Linked DNA regions of Macaca mulatta: region 2 is linked to region 1. The links are chromatin contacts, called in public Hi-C maps. All regions are on one chromosome and are shown on one strand. Each heading gives the region's core, a stretch centred on a gene start, on an enhancer-like site or on the middle of the called end of the contact. The rest is flanking DNA. Distances are from core to core; before and after follow the strand shown. Region 1 holds the start of C2CD5 (C2 calcium dependent domain containing 5). Region 2 holds the start of ETNK1 (ethanolamine kinase 1).

Evidence for each region. Hi-C and Micro-C count contacts between places; a contact is called where the count stands out from the background.
Region 2: a Hi-C map of liver shows a contact between it and region 1, with 2.9 times the contacts expected there. The contact joins the promoter of ETNK1 here to the promoter of C2CD5 in region 1. A contact is called at or near these places in 6 of 14 Hi-C or Micro-C datasets (CD4 T cells, blood, cortical neurons and 3 more).

The regions. Positions count from the first base shown.
Region 1 is chr11:24,921,389-24,925,772 of T2T-MMU8v2.0, reverse strand. C2CD5 (C2 calcium dependent domain containing 5) reads left to right here and starts at 1,433. Exons shown (of 26, transcript XM_077953710.1): 1 at 1,433-1,639; 2 at 1,780-1,898. The coding sequence starts at 1,809.
Region 2 is chr11:25,003,015-25,007,317 of T2T-MMU8v2.0, reverse strand. It overlaps ETNK1 (ethanolamine kinase 1), which reads right to left and starts at 2,796. Exons shown (of 9, transcript XR_013400936.1): 1 at 2,354-2,796. LOC144332807 (a long non-coding RNA gene) reads left to right here and starts at 2,892. Exons shown (of 4, transcript XR_013400938.1): 1 at 2,892-3,263.

The sequences.
Region 1 (4,384 bases), core at 184-2,683:
CCTCCATTTCCCTAATGTAGTCTGAGCCTGTAGATAACACCTTACTTTATGTCTAGTTGAGTCAATGCTTCAAGATGTTTAATGCTCTCCGGGTTCATTTCTTGTGCTTGACTATACTTTCCATGGTAGGAAGTACTGAACTTCTGCTACTACTGTAGGTCTTATCTTTAGGCTTGCGGATGCTTAAGAAAAACACTGTGACGATCTAAGAGTGCAGGGCAAACCTTTTTTTTTTTAATTAAAAAAGTTTCTTTTAAGAGACATGGTTTCACTCTGTTGCCCAGGTTGGGATGCAGTGGTGAGATGACAGCTCACTGCAGCCTCAAACTCCTGGGCTCAAGCAATTCTCCCAGATTCTCCCACCTCAGCTTCCTAGGTAGCTGAGACCACAGAGGAACCACTGGCCCAGCTAATTTTTGCATTTCTTGTAGAGAAGGGGTCTTACTATGTTGCCCCTTCTCCATGTGGCTGGTCTCGAACTCCTGGCCTCAATCAATCCTCCTGCCTCAGCCTCCCACAGTGCTGGGATTACAAGTCTGAGCCACCGCACCCACCAGCAGAAACTTTATTTCAAGAGGCGACTTTGGATTTCAAGGTGACCTCCCCCACCCCGCCCACAGTAATATCTGTGACCCAGTAAACAATACAAGTGCCTATGACTGAATACAAAATTTCACCAAATAATATTTATTTCACTATTCGAGATGTGCCTGGTATCTCTATTTCTTTCTTTTCTTTTTTTTTCCTGGAGACAGAGGAGTGATCTAGGCTCACTGCAACCTCCGCCTCCCAGGTTCAAGCGATTTTCCTGCCTCAGCTTCCTGAGTAGCTGGAATTAGAGGCACTTGCCATGACGCCCAGCTAATTTTTGCATTTTTAGTAGAGTCGGGGTTTCGCCATGTTGTCCAGGCTGGTATGGAACTCCTGACCTCAGGTGATCCGCCCGCCTCGCATCCCAAAGTGCTGGGATTACAGACGTGAGCCACTGCGCCCCGCCATCTAACTCTATTTCATAGAAAACTGAAACCACCACACGCAACTGTACCCCTTCCAAGTAGAAACCAGCTAATTTGGTTTTACGAATCACTAAAGGGGTCACTAAACGCCGACTGAAAACGCTCTTCTAGCAGTCTTCGCTGCTACTCCATCTGTCACAGCCCATCCGAAAAGCGGCGTTGGCAGCTGGGAAGGCCGCGGCCGGAAGCTAAGTCACAGAGCCGCACTCGCGCTTCAGCCCGCAAGATGGAGCGTTTCCCTCCAGGGAAGCAGCGCCGCACCTATGCACAGCCTCGACTCGGTGGATGATGCAGGACTCGGCCCATTTCCCTGCCCTCCAGCTTTCTCAAAGTTAGCCCCGCCCCTTATCTTTCCTCGGCGAGTTTAGTTTCGCCCCGCCAAGTGGGCAGAGCGCCGAACGATCGATGCTTTCTTCAGTGCCCTGAGAGCCGCCATTTTTGAGGGCGGGGGAAGAGAAACAAGCAGCGGCGGCACAGGCTCAATGGGATGCTGACTGGGTTTTGCTTCTCGTCCCAGCCCTGTGGGGCCGGGGCAGAAGAACCCATCAAAGCCCTTCCTCCGGCCGCCTCTCCGGAATGAGGTCTCAGCACCCGCGTGGGACATCACCCTTCCTCCTGCCTGAGTGAGTGGCGACTTGCGGCGCGACTGCCGCGCGCCCCCGCGCGCCCCCGCGCGCCGCTTCGCTGTCAGTTACCCCGCGCGCCTCCGCCCCTCTCCCGCCGGCCTCGCGCTCGGCGCAGACTCGTTTGTTTGTTTCTGCAGGAGCCCAAGAAGAGGCCGAAACCGAGACCATGCCTGGGAAGCTGAAGGTGAAAATCGTGGCTGGGCGCCATTTGCCAGTGATGGACCGTGCAAGTGACCTGACTGATGCCTTCGTGGAGGTTGGTGCGGGGTCCTGCCCCTCAAAACACAGGGAGCGCCAAGCCCTGTGAAGGATCTACCCACCTCGCCCCCAGCCCCTCAGCCTATTCCCCCCTCGACTGCCCTCCCGTCGGCCGTGATTGTCCAGCTGTCCCACGAGGGATGACCGCCGAGACTTCAGTGCGTGCGATGGGTGCACGGCTTGCAGGCGTCCGCGGCACAGTCCGCTGCGCGGGGAGGCTTGTACTGTTCTGCATGCGGGGGTGACCCTGATGTCAGGACTCATTAACAGGCCACCTGCCACTCAGGAGATCCCAAGGCGTGGCCGCGCAGCCACCGACACACACACACACACACACACACACACACACACGAATGCCGGGGTGACTCTGATGTCAGGACTCATTAACAGGCCACCTGCCACTCAGGAGATCTCAAAGTGTGACCCCACAGCCACTGAAACACACACACACACAGAGACACACACCCCCTTGGAAGGGATGGCCAGAGTGGTGGACATCATGTTTAAGAAGGTGCGTGAATCCCTTTATGGACACTTGGAGTCCCACAGTGCGTCCCACATGCCTAACATTTTGTGAATCTGCCATGCACGTTCTAAAACACAACTGTAACACTTATTGCTCTTGCATAGACTGGTAGGTCTGATGAGGTGTTTCAGAGTAATTTAGCGCCTTGAGGTAGGAAGTCAATTAATTGCCATGGACTTAAATTGCAAAATTGCTTTTTAAGTCTAATGATTAGTTTAAAAGTCATGCAAATTAGTAAAGGCCTAGGGCCGGGAAGGTAATAACCCAGAGTCTGAAAGAAGCCAAGTGAAGATTGTAATAAAAATTGGCGTGGTGAGCCAGAGCATTAGAGCAGTAATCATTTGGGCTATTAGTGCTTAGAGTTGATGGATAGATATATCATAATATATAGCCCGATTTCATCTCAATATTCCTGATGTTTCCTAAGTGTTCTCTAACCTAATAATTGCAGTTCACTGCCCCTCCTCATTGTCATGGTGATTCTTCATCACTTCATTGGAGAAAGTTTTTGAGTGCTGTTGTGCCAGATGTTAGGTAATAGGAATCCACAAATAACTGAAGCGCATAGTGTTTGCTTTCCGGTAGTTCAGACATCGACCCACACAGCCTATTTAATAATTAATAGGTAACGTGTTGAATTTAATAATTGCCTGATCTGTGCTAAGTACTTTTAAATTCTTAGTTTTCACAACAGTCCTACTATAGGAGTATTGTTATTGTCCCATGTTACGGTTGAGGTAACTGAGGCCCAGGAAGGGTAAATAATTTGCTTAAGGTTACATAGCTTGCAAACCTCCATAGCCTGACAGTTTGTTCTCTTAACCGCTCTGCTAATACAGCCTCACCAGACAAAGTGATGAGTATTGTATTAGAATATGGAAACAATTGTCTCTGAAGGTTGAGAAAGGCTTGCTGTGAAAGTGACATTTGAAATTGGCCTTGAAGGACACCCAGGATTTTACCGGGCAAAGGGAACATCAAAGGCAGGCATAGGATGGGATATATAGTAAGTTCAGGAAACTGCCTTAGTTTGGTATGTGTCTGGAGGAAAGGGTATGAGAGATGTGGGTAGTGGAGCTTGTTAAGGATGAGGCTGGAAAGCCCTATTTTCTATAAAACCTCCTTTTCTGTAGTATTTATAAGGAGGAATAAGGAAGCTTTTTTTTTTTTTCTTTCTTTCTTTTTTAAAGACAAGTTTTATTCTGTTGCCCAGGCTGGAATGCAGCTCACTGCAGCCTCCAACTCCCGGCCTCAAGCCACCCTCCTGCCTCTCCCCCTTCAGCCTCCCAAAGTGCTGGGATTATGGACCTGAGCCACCACACCTGGCCAGGGGAGTTTTTAAAGCAGAAATAAAATAAGATCATGTTTGTATTAGTTTGTTTCTTTATAGGATGGCCTGAATGGGGATGCTATTGATTGACTAGACAGATGGGAAGTGAGGCAGGGAGATCGGTTAAGAAGGTGGTAAAATTATCCAGGTAATATGTGGGAATGTGCATAGGAATGGATTTGAACATGAAGATTTGTGGGACATTTCTTAGGTTAAAATTGTCAGGCCTTGATAGTTACGTGGATTTTGCTGGTGATGAAGGGGCTGATTCACAGGTTACTTACTACTTCCTTCTTTGAACAAATTGAGTGTCGGCTGTTTGCCAGGCTCTGGGCTAGTCACTGGTCTAGCCAATGGATAAACATGGTGAGTAAGACAGACTTGGTTCCTGCTCTTAATGCAGCTTATATTTTAGTAGGAGAGACAGATAAATTTAAAGGTAAATAAGGTAAATAAATTTTAAATGTATTTAAAATTATTTAAATAAAAAGGTAAATAAATTATTAAATATATAGTTACAAATTGGGATGGGTGCCATGAAAGAGAACAATAGAAAGAGAACAACAGGGAACACCTACTTTAGGTTGAGTTATCAGGGGAGGTCCCTGAGAAAAGTGTTTGTCAACCC
Region 2 (4,303 bases), core at 1,547-4,046, 80 kb before region 1:
GGATAGTTCAGCTTGCAGGAATAATCAATCACCAGATAAGTATCACTACAGTAAGTTTCTAAGGTATACTTCAAGTATATCTTAAACATACAAAAATGTTAGAAAAATACTGAGGAAAAAAAACAGGCTAAATTACTGATACTCGACTGCTCTAAAATTACATTATATTCTGTTAACTATATAATACATACTTCTTCTGAAATGTGAGGTATGATTTGTATCTGTTTCAAGGGAAATACAATGAAATCTCAAAAGAAAATATTTCCATTGAGATTTACTTTCAGAATTTAAAGAAATTCTGAAAGAAATTTACTTCAGAATTTAAAGAAATTCTGAAGCATTATGAAAGTAGAGTTTGTAATGACCTAGAATGCAAGGCGCCAGATCTATTGAGCTGAAAGGTGAACTCATCAATTCAGCTTAGCAGATGCTTTTAGGCCAGCTTCTAGACCAAAGCTTTGCTTGCACATGGAGGGAATGTATTTCTAACTAATAATCATCTTAGGGAAAAATAAATGGTTGTATTTACCTGCACTTACAAATATTAAAAATTCAGATTATAAACCCAAAGGTCTTTAGGTTAAAAGTTGCTACAAGATACCAATATTTAATCACACGTAGTTACTTTCCAACAAGCAAAAATAGTTGAATGTCACTACATTTTGCCCTTTTTTACCTACATCCTGGCTTACTTCACTGAGTTTCACCTAAAAAAGAGATAGTGTCTACCTAATATGGTTGTTTGGACGACTAAAATAAAAAAATATAACTTACCTAACCCCACAGTAGCTATCATTACTATTCTACAGACAAATACATCAAAGGAAATTCCAGTCTTCAAAGCTTCAAACTTTAAAGTCACTGCTTAAAAGTAACTGATCTGCCAACGCTGGAGTTTACCAGGAAGTAGCACTCTTTAATTAATAATATTTTATGTGTAAATGACTGCCAGAAAATAAAGCATCTTAATAAATTTTAGAGCCTTATATAATAAAATACAAATAAATTGATAAACTAAACCACTACTGAATTTCAATTTGGAAGATTCATTTCCTTTAAAGGAAATATATTTTTTAAATGACATAAAAATCACTTCGCGTTCACTATTTCCTGTATACTCGGCTAACAAATACTCCCTTAAATTTCAAAATGTGTTGTCTAACAGTTTCTTTTCCAAAACATACGGGTCCTTTTAAGCTGCTTTAAAAACTCTTCTAGGCAATAAGAACTGAAACTAACGCGTGAAAACCCAAGTGTCGGGAACTGCTCTGAGCCCTAGGCACTGCTCATGTTTTATTCATCTCTGTATGGGTGGCTGGCTAGTTTAGCAAAGAATTTAGCAAATAAATCAACAAATACTGGTGAATAAATTAGTCATCAAACCAGGCAGATGGTTTGGCTAATTCAAATGAATGTTCTTACATTATTGCTCAGATTTAGAACAAATCCCAAATATCCCAGCCTCGAAAATTACTGGGTTTTTTTGTTGTTTGCAAGGGAAAAGGAGAAAATGAGATCTATTTTCGTATCTAGTTCCTGAAACTAAAGCTAAAAACAAATTAGTATTCCAAAAAAAAAAAATCACGTAGTAGAAATCATAACTTCCAACTTACCAGAAAACTCCTAGAGTCTCAGGGATTTTTCTCCTCCCAATTTTTTCTCTATCTATCAATACGGTGTCCCATGAAAAGGAAAGAGTCACAAGCCACTGCTCCTTCTAGTATCAGGTATTAATTTCACTAAGACGACTTTAATAATTCAGAAATATCGACTCAAACAAAACAATGTGTGTGGTGCTACCTAAGAACCGACCTAGCGATGCATGGTCGTGGTCATTACTTTGGGAATAGAGTACGCTCGCCAATCGGAGGGTTTGGGAAGACAAAACGCAGTGTGAGGCATCAATGAAAGCACATCGCAGGGGGAGGGGTGAGGAAGGAAAAGATCAGAGAGGATTAATGACTGCATTACTGGTGGGACGGGAGGAGGCAGTCGACGACCCCGTGCAAGGGGAGTGGAGAGGTTCATTTTGCAGTGACCGTGGACTGGGGAGTGGGAGGAGGGGCAACTATCAACAGGAATCTCCCCCCTGTGGATGGGTGCGTCACTTACGCAGCCGCTTCTGGAAAGAGAAAATGTGCCCTCAGGTCAATCTCAAAGAGCAACTGCGACGGGAAGGGGGAGTGACCTTCCTAGGTGTGAGGGGAAATACAGGGTCACTTCCCAACGGACTTAGGGAGGAGATGTTGCCCTAGGTCCTCCTCGGTCATCGTGGGACAGAGGCGATTGTGGTGAGGACCCCCACAGCCGCGTGAGGGACATAAGAGACCCAGAGCTGAGGTGTGGGCGTTACCTGCAGGGTCACCTCCTGGGGGTCCCAGTGAGGCCGCAGGTGTTGCAGGAGGCTCAGGGCTCCCTCCCGGCAGCGCTGCTCCTCCTGATCCTGAACGGTGACGTTCAGCTTGGGCACCTCCGGGGAGCCGGGAGGGACGTGGATGTAATTGGCCATGGCCCAGGCGACGGCGGAGACTACCACCACGACGACGGCGACGGCGACCACGAGAACGGCGGGCGCCGACAGACTGGTGGATCCTTCCGTCCCGGGGCGCCCTCGCGGGAGGGCTGGGGGCGCTCGGACGGGCGGGCGAGCGGCAGGAGAACGTCTGGAGGCGGCACTGTCGCCGATCCGGGTCTGGACAGCAGCTGAACTGAGCCCGGGCCGCTCTCGGGAAAAATTCCTGTTGTCGGCGCTTGACCGCGGGCGGCCGCGGAGCATGCCGGGGCTGGCCTGACGCTGGCGTCACGCGCGGGGCGGGGCCTGCGCTGCGTCAGGGGGCGGAGGCGGGGTTTCTCGCCTTCCGTCACAATGGAACCGCTGTACCGCGATGGACGTCGGCCTGCGATTAGCACACACCCATCCCTGGGAACTGCTGGTCTGGAAAGCGGGGCTGCTTCTCCGGGATGAGCCCGAGCCCTGCCAAGCCCCTCAAGGCATTGAAGCTTTAGCTCACCTGATCCGAAAGATCGTGGGGATCCGGGCTCGAGTTAAAGACTGAATTTTTGTGGGAAGCAAGGGACACGTTCTAAAATAACTCTAGGATCACTCTCCGAACTTGTGCTGAGTCTAGGCAAGCAGTGTTACTCAGTCGCCTTGATCTTGGAGCTGCTGTGTACTGGGGACCTCATACTAGCTGGGTTAACTGTATTCCCATTACAGTACACGGGATCGCAGTACTCGGGACAAGCTGAGTTCAGGTATTTGGGTAAGAAAACTGCAACACTTAAGTTATTTGTGGAGTAAGATGTTCGACCATACAGAGAATAATTAGAAGCTGGGGAGAACAGATTAGAGTCTGGTATATAGAAGAAAGGGAAGGAAAGGAATAGTTTTGAAGCTCAACACTAGAACGACCCGATGTCCGTGCCAGGGTACCCCGAGTGGGCCATGAAATCTTGCGTCTCAGTGCCTTACAGGGAATGGTAGAAACTGGATAAGCTACAAGTAAAGTATTGGGGCCTCCTAATTTTCCTTTTTGATGGAGGAAAACGGTCTGGGATTCTCTGCAGCACTTAGTACTTGGTGAATACGTTTATTAGTAGTAAATAAAACCCTTAACTGGACTGAGTTTCATTAACATTCAAAATGTTTAATTACTTCACCAGCATTAAGTTTACATCCTGATTGTTAAAGAAAGAACCTACTTACCTTTGTAATTCACAAAATAATTACTTCACCTATAACGGTAAACTTCCTAAACTAAAAAGAGGGGTGGAAATGGAGCTTTATAAAACAGCAAAGAAGTTGATTTAACATTTTTCAAATTTAGTGGGTTTTTTGGCTTGCTTTTTGTTTTTATTTGTTTTGAGACGGAGCCTCACTCTGCACCCAGGCTGGAGTGCAATGGTGCGATCTCGGCCCACTGCAACCTGCGCCTCCCGGGTGTAAGCGATTCTCCCGCCTCAGCCTCACGAGTAGCTGGGATTACAGGTGCGTGCCACCACGCCCAACAAATTTTTGTATTTTTAGTAGAGACGGGTTTCACCACGTTGGCCAGGCTGGTCTCGAACTCCTGACCTCAGGTGATCCACCCACCTCGGCCTACCAAAGCGCTGGGGATTATAGGCAGGGCGCGGTGCCTCGCTGGAATGAGCCACCGCGCCCTGCCAGATTTGGGCATAATTTTCTACTAGAAACATGAGAGTGTGTGTTCCTTCCACTTGGGGGAGAAATCGTAAATATACTAATACTTTCACATTTCAGATAGTATCCCTTGCATTTTTGTATAAAATGTATTTTTATTAA